Linked DNA regions of Sus scrofa: region 1 is linked to region 2. Evidence: chromatin contacts called from public Hi-C data. All regions are on one chromosome and are shown on one strand. The core of a region is the stretch at or near the end of the contact, and the rest is flanking DNA. Distances in the headings are between cores, read along the strand shown.

Region 1 (2,995 bases), core at 158-2,657, 79 kb before region 2:
CCCAATGAGCAGGGCCAGGGATTGAACCTGCATCCTCATGGACATTAGTTGGGTTTGTTACTGCTGAGCTACAATGGGAACTCCCAAGATCATTTTAGCCACATTCCTCTCCAGCACAACAAGGAGCAGGGTAGGCAAGAAGCCCTGGATACACAAGCCTCTCAGGACAGGACTGGGCTGGGGCTGGTAAAGAGCTAAAACCACCTGTCAGAAGCATCAGGCTGGGGACAGCTCTTGGCTACAGGCCAGGACTAGTAGTTAGAAGAGGCACCACTGGGCTGCAGGCCAAGAAAACCAGTTCTCTCTTAGGGACCTTCGATGGGGTGGGACAACCCAAACCTTTTCCACTGTGCTCCATCCAGGTGGACATGCAAGGGGGCCCCAGGCTGGCATTCTCAGAACCCCTATTTCTGCTGGTCTGGATTCTATCTCCAGTTCTGACCTTGGGAAAATCGAATTGTCTTGATTTTTATTTTGTCTTTTGAGGGTCGTACCCACGGCATATGGAGATTCTCAGGCTAGGGGTCTAATCGCAGTTGTTGCTGCCAGCCTATGCCAGAGTCACAGCATTGCCAGATCTGAGCCACATCCACAGCTCACAGCAATGCCGGATCTTTAACCCACCAAGCAAGGCCAGGGACTGAACCCGCAACCTCATGGCTCCTAGTTGGATTCATTTCTGCTGAGCCACAATGGGAACTCCTATTTTATTTTGTCTTTTTAGGGCATATTGAGGTTTGCAGGCTAGGGGTCTAATTGGAACTGTAGCTACTGGCCTACACAATAGCCACAGCAACACCAGGGATCAAACCTGCATCCTCATGGATACTAGTCAGATTTGTTTCCGCTGAGCTTCGACGGGAACTACTGTCTTGATTTTTAAAAACACTTTGTGATGGTTTCAGGAAATTTACGAGCTTCTCTCAAGCTCCAACACTCTTACCACTGTGGCTCGCTCTCTTTTTTTTTGAACATCACTAGGAGGTCTGGGAAAGGGAGGTTGAGAACTTCTTTATCCTAAGAGCTGTTTCGTTCCCCCCCCCCCCCGCCACGCCGCCCGCCCCACCAATAAGCAATGAGTAGGCTGAAGGGCAGGAGCAGAACCTGGACCAGCCACTCTCCAAGGACAGAGAGCTGGAGCCAGACAGAGGGCAGTAGCAAATAGAGTCCTTCTCCCCCAAAACCACCAGTTAAGAAGCAGATGGGTTTGCTTCATAATGTTTAATACAAAACTGCAGCAGCCTCTGTGCAGTTGTAACAAAATTAGCCATAGGGTGTCCAGAGAAAGGTATGTGGACAGCCTTGGCTGGAGCTGAGCCAGCCAACCCAGGCCTGCTGCCCAGTCAGCTGTGGGCTGTCATGTGGCCAGGGCTGGATGGTGGCAATGTCAGCACAGTGCTGGGCAGCATTGAGCCCGCCCTTCACGAGCATGCTGACCTCTGCCCTACTGTAGGCTCTGGATGGCACAGATGTTGAGATGCCTATTCCCAGAGTGCCACCCCAGTATGGTAGGATTTCAGCCCTAAAGACTAAGGGATGGGAGTTCCTGCTGTGGCAAAATGCAATCAGCAGCGTCTTTGCAGTACCAGGATGCAGGTTCGATCCCTGGCCTGGCGCGGTGGGTTAAGGATCGACATTGCCGCAGCTGTGGTATAGGTTGCAACTGCAGCTCAGATCTAATCCCTGGCCCAGGAACTCCATGCACTGTGGGGTAGCAAAAAAAAAAAAGGATTGAGGGACGGAGGGACTGCTGCAGAGGCAGTGCCCACTCACAAGCTGCTGGAGCTGATGCCTCTGGAAACTGGCAGAAACAAAGGCTAGGTTTGGGGGGGTACCTTTCCCCAGAAAGAAAAGAGCCTATCAAGTTCAAATTCATAGAGAGTGGCAATGCTTCTGGTGTGCTTGAGCACAGGGTTCCCTGGCGGAGGTACACCCGAGATAAAGGTACCTGCCCTGGGAGGTGAGGGCATCAGGCTCAGAGAGGGCAAGGGCACATAGCCATCCAAGGAGCCCCAGAAAAGCCAGCGTGCTTCCTGAGAAGTCCATTTGAAGCCACTGCATGTTTTTCCTGGGTTGGCAGGAGCTGCCCCATCTCTCCTTCCAGAGAAAGGCCTTGAGGTGCCGGGGAAGGAAGCAAAGGATCTTGGGGTTAGTGGAAGTCTGTGTTGAAGGCTCTCCCGATGATCAGCCGCCTCACCTCACTGGTGCCAGCCCCAATCTCATACAGCTTGGCATCTCGCAGAAATCGGCCCATGGGAAAGTCGTTGATGTAGCCATTGCCACCTGCAGCCGTGGTTTGGACAGAGAAGAGAGGACAACGGGAAAAATAATGGGCAGTGAGCACAGCAAGGAGACCCAGTTCATAGACATGGGTTAGGAGGAAAGACTGATTGAAGAAAAGCAGAAAAAGAGGGTGAGAGGGAGGGTGTGGGGAATATCAAGTGGTGGGGAGGGTGGACAGGAGGCTGGAAGGCCACTCAAAGCGCTGAGGAGGCCAGGCAAAGGTGGGGGAGAACCCCTGGCAGATAGGGAGATGGGGGACAAGAACCTACTGCACAGCACTTACTGGGTGCCAGGCCCAGAGGGGGAGTAATTTGTACAAGTCACAAAGTCCAACAGTGGTAGAGCTGGGATTCAAACCTAGCCCATCTGGCTCAAGCTTGCAGTTTTTTGGGGTTTTTTTGTTTTTCTTTTTCAGACATACCTATGACATATGGAAATTCCCAGGCCAGGGATCGAATCCAAGACACATCTGCAACCTATGCCACAGCTGTGGCAATTCTGGATCCTTAACTAACTGTGCCAGGCTAGGGATCAAACTGGTGCTATCACAGAGATAAGACATCATTAACCCACTGCACCACGGTGAGAACTGCTCAAGCCTGTGCTCTTAACCCCTGTGTGCCATTGAGAACAGGCTGTTCCACCTGGGAGGCAGCTGACTTCCCCATTTCCTGGCATCCACAGGACTAGGTGAGGAGGGTGGGGTCGGGTT
Region 2 (3,243 bases), core at 343-2,842:
CCCGCAACCTCATGGTTCCTAGTCGGATTCATTTCTGCTGCGCCATGACAGGAACTCCTTATAATTATTTTAATAACCAAGTGGGATGACGCTATATATGCTCTGGAAAAGGGCAAAGGCTGTGATCCCAACAGGCCATTGTAAATTGGAAGAACGCCACCAGGGGGCCTTCCGTTTGGCGCAGTGGAAGGCATAGGGTGAAACATGGCAGCCCAGCCCCTTTCCCTCTTCCCATACTACCAGGGAGGAGGGAGGAAGAGGTGCCAGTCGGACTTGTTTCCGCTGCACCACAATGGGAACTCTTCATGTTACTATTTTGTATTAATTTTTTTCTGCCCTTTTTTCTTTTTTTTAGGGCCCCATTTAGGGCATATGGAAGTTCCCAGGCTAGGGGTCAAATCAGAGCTACAGCTGCTGGTCTACACCACAGCCACAGCAATGCCGAATCTTTAACCCACTGAGTGAGACCAGGGATCGAACCTGCATCCTCATGGATACTAGTTGGGTTTGTTTCCGCTGAACCACGGTGGGAACTCCAGAGGACATATTACTATTGAACCAGGTGCTCCTGATACCAAGGGTTGGGATCTAAGGGTTGGGATCACCAGACAAGCTGCTCCCTTGAGCAGAGACAGCAGCCTCAGGTGTACTGGGAAGATGTGGGGAGAAATTTTCCCAAGAAAAGCTGCATCCTTTCTCAGGATCCGAGAGGCTGAAAGGACTATCCCCGGAGAACATGGCCAGGAAGGGCCCAGAGTCAGGAGCCTGAGCTGTGGTGGCACAGGCCCTGCAGGAATTTCCCCATAGCAAGGGAAGCAGCTGTACTTTAACATACAGGCCAGGAGTTCCTGTTGTGGCTCCATGGGTTAAGAACCTGACATAGTGTCCTTGAGGATGTGCATTTGATCCCTGGCCTTACTCATTAGATTAAAGATCCGGCGTTGCTGCAAATTCTGGCATAGATCACAGATGTATCTCAGATCCCCTATTGCTGTGGCTATGGTGTAGGCTGGCACCTGCATCTCCAATTTGACCCCTGGCTTGGGAACTTCCATAGGCTGCAGGTGAGGCCCTACAAAGAAAAAAAAATCAAAATAAAATACAGGCTATGTTCCACCTAAGGAATGCATGACTAATAGTGTTATTTTAGGTATGCAGTAGTACTTGGTGGCTTAGGGAAAGTGAGCTTCTTGATCCCTTTGAATTACTTAAATCAGCGCAGATGAGGAGAGTGAGGTGAGGCTCATTTTGAGGGTGGGGGGTGGGGGTGGTCCCTCATACCAGGGAGTGCAGTGGGCTGGGCTGTAGGTCTTTATCTACTAATGGGAGGGACAGAGGCCTCCTAGGTGCCCCTCTGTCTGCAAGCAGGACCAGGCAGGGGTGTTACTGGGTCACAGGGCCTGGGGCAGCCAGGCCCTCTATGGGGGCTTAGCCTGCCAGGAAGAAACCCCTACCAGTCTGTCTGGGGACGCTGGGGCAGGGAGGTGCCGGGCAGGGCCAGCTGGCTGCTGGTGCCCTGGGTCCTCGCCCTCTGAGAGTGGATGGGTGGGGGCAGTGGCCGCGGAGTTCCTGGCTGGGAGCCCAGAGGAGTCTTTTGTAATCACAACATGATCTCGTGTGCTGAGCTGCAAAGCCGGCAGGGAGAGACCGGCAGAGGCCCGGCTCTGTGGCTCCGGCTTCCCTCCCGCTCTGGCTCCCCCAAGACTGTTCTGGAATTCTCTCGGTGCCCTCTGTGGCCATGCACTCGGCTGTGAGTGGCACCTTGCCTTTGGCGGGGGGCTTCTTGGGGCTGGGACATCAGGCGGCCACACTCTGGGGCAGCTGGGGACAGCTGGGCCTGGGAGGAAGAGGGCTGTGCCGGGGCGGGTGGGGGAGCTGGGCAGGGGCATTGGCCACAACGGAATCTCAGCAGCCAGAAGAGAGGGACCCAGGGATCTCAATGCCGAGGCACCCTGTTCCCAGGGCGCCTCCTGGGCTGGGCCTGCCCATGGAGCCGGCTCCTTCCTGCCCCGACTGCCAGCAGCTCGCAGCCTAGAGAGGTTGGGCCTGTGGGAGCGCTTCTTTCCCACAAGCTGGGCACAGGCCTGGGGAGTGGGGTGCAGGGCCTGGGAGCCCAGGACGGAGTAGGGACCTTTCTCTTCACTGCGGTTCTGGGCCTGGGAGCCAAACAGCTCCCCCCGACCTCCTGAATCCCCTGGCAACTTCCCAGTCACGGCAGGTTCCGCTGCCAGAGCCATTTATAACTCCCATTCCAGGCTCTGCTCAGCAGTGGCGCTCCCTGGAGAGCCTGGGGGAGGGGCAGCCAGTGCTGGGAGCTGCGGGCCTGGATATGAGGCCCTAACCTGAACCCCGGAGGAGGCAGAGAGATGGACAGGCAGGTCTAGCGGGGTGGGGGCTTGGGGCCTTCCATGGGACCCTAGCTCTGGGTCTGGGGTCTCTTCTTTGGGTGGTAAGAGTATGGTTGGGTGGGTATGTGAAAGCTGAGGACCTAGGAAGGCCTGGGCCCAGGAGTCAGGAGCTTGGGCCCCCTGCCCTCAGCAGGGGCCTCATGGGGCTGAGTCCCCGATGAGCAGGCAGGAGGAGAAGGATGCAGAGCTGGACCGGAGGATAGTTGCCCTTCGCAAGAAGAACCAGGCCTTACTGCGCAGGTACCAGGTGAGTGGGCTGTGACGGGCCGGGAGGACTGACTGAGTTGGCCTTCGAGATCTGACCTACAGACCCCTGCATGGTGATCTCTCCCTGCAGGCTCTGGGCCTGGGGCCAGGAGTAGGGTGGGTGTGTTCCATCTCAGAGGCTCTGAGAGGGTCTTGGGGACCCCATGATGGGGTGCCTCTGCCCCTGGTGTCTCACCGGTGTTTCTCTGTGTAGGCCTGTCAGTGTCTCTGTCTCTGTGCATCTGGGGCGGGTATGGCCTGTGCTGACCCCAGGCCCTCCTGCAGGAGATACAGGAAGACCGTCGGCAGGCGGAGCAGGGGGGCATAGCGGTGACCACGCCGGAGCTCCTCCGTCCTGACGGCCTCACTGTCACCATCAGCCAGGTTCCTGGAGTAAGCCCCACTCCAGAGCTGGGAGGTGGGGGGTGGTCGGGTGCTGGCTAGGAGGGGGAGGCCCAGCTGCCCCTGCTCCTCTGCTTCCCCATTCATGTTCTGGGGTAAACCTACCAGCTCTCAACCTCATGCAGCCCAGGCCACTGCTGGCCCCTATCCCCAAAGAGGCACTGCTGAAAGGTGACCAAACGGAAGC

What was found. A called contact is a pair of places that touch in the nucleus more often than the background predicts.
Region 1: a Hi-C map of fetal skeletal muscle shows a contact between it and region 2, with 2.8 times the contacts expected there. The contact joins the enhancer-like site here to the promoter of C1H15orf52 in region 2. A contact is called at or near these places in 4 of 5 promoter capture datasets (fetal liver, fetal skeletal muscle, liver and 1 more), 22 of 47 Hi-C or Micro-C datasets (alveolar macrophages, blood, embryonic fibroblasts and 11 more) and 2 of 2 datasets of contacts at active chromatin or transcription factors (alveolar macrophages and skeletal muscle).

What each region holds. Positions count from the first base shown.
Region 1 is chr1:130,894,339-130,897,333 of Sscrofa11.1, forward strand. IVD (isovaleryl-CoA dehydrogenase) reads right to left here. Exons shown (of 12, transcript NM_001167635.1): 12 at 2,150-2,283. The coding sequence ends at 2,150. Among named protein-coding and RNA genes, the nearest start is that of IVD, 15 kb to the right of the region's middle. Within about 2 kb of position 1,408, at least 2 of the 83 cell types and tissues checked have an H3K27ac peak or open chromatin away from gene starts, as enhancers often do. A contact at or near this core is called in fetal skeletal muscle, where this site is marked.
Region 2 is chr1:130,973,043-130,976,285 of Sscrofa11.1, forward strand. C1H15orf52 reads left to right here and starts at 1,593. Exons shown (of 12, transcript XM_003353393.4): 1 at 1,593-1,662; 2 at 1,665-1,750; 3 at 2,542-2,655; 4 at 2,940-3,047. The coding sequence starts at 1,608.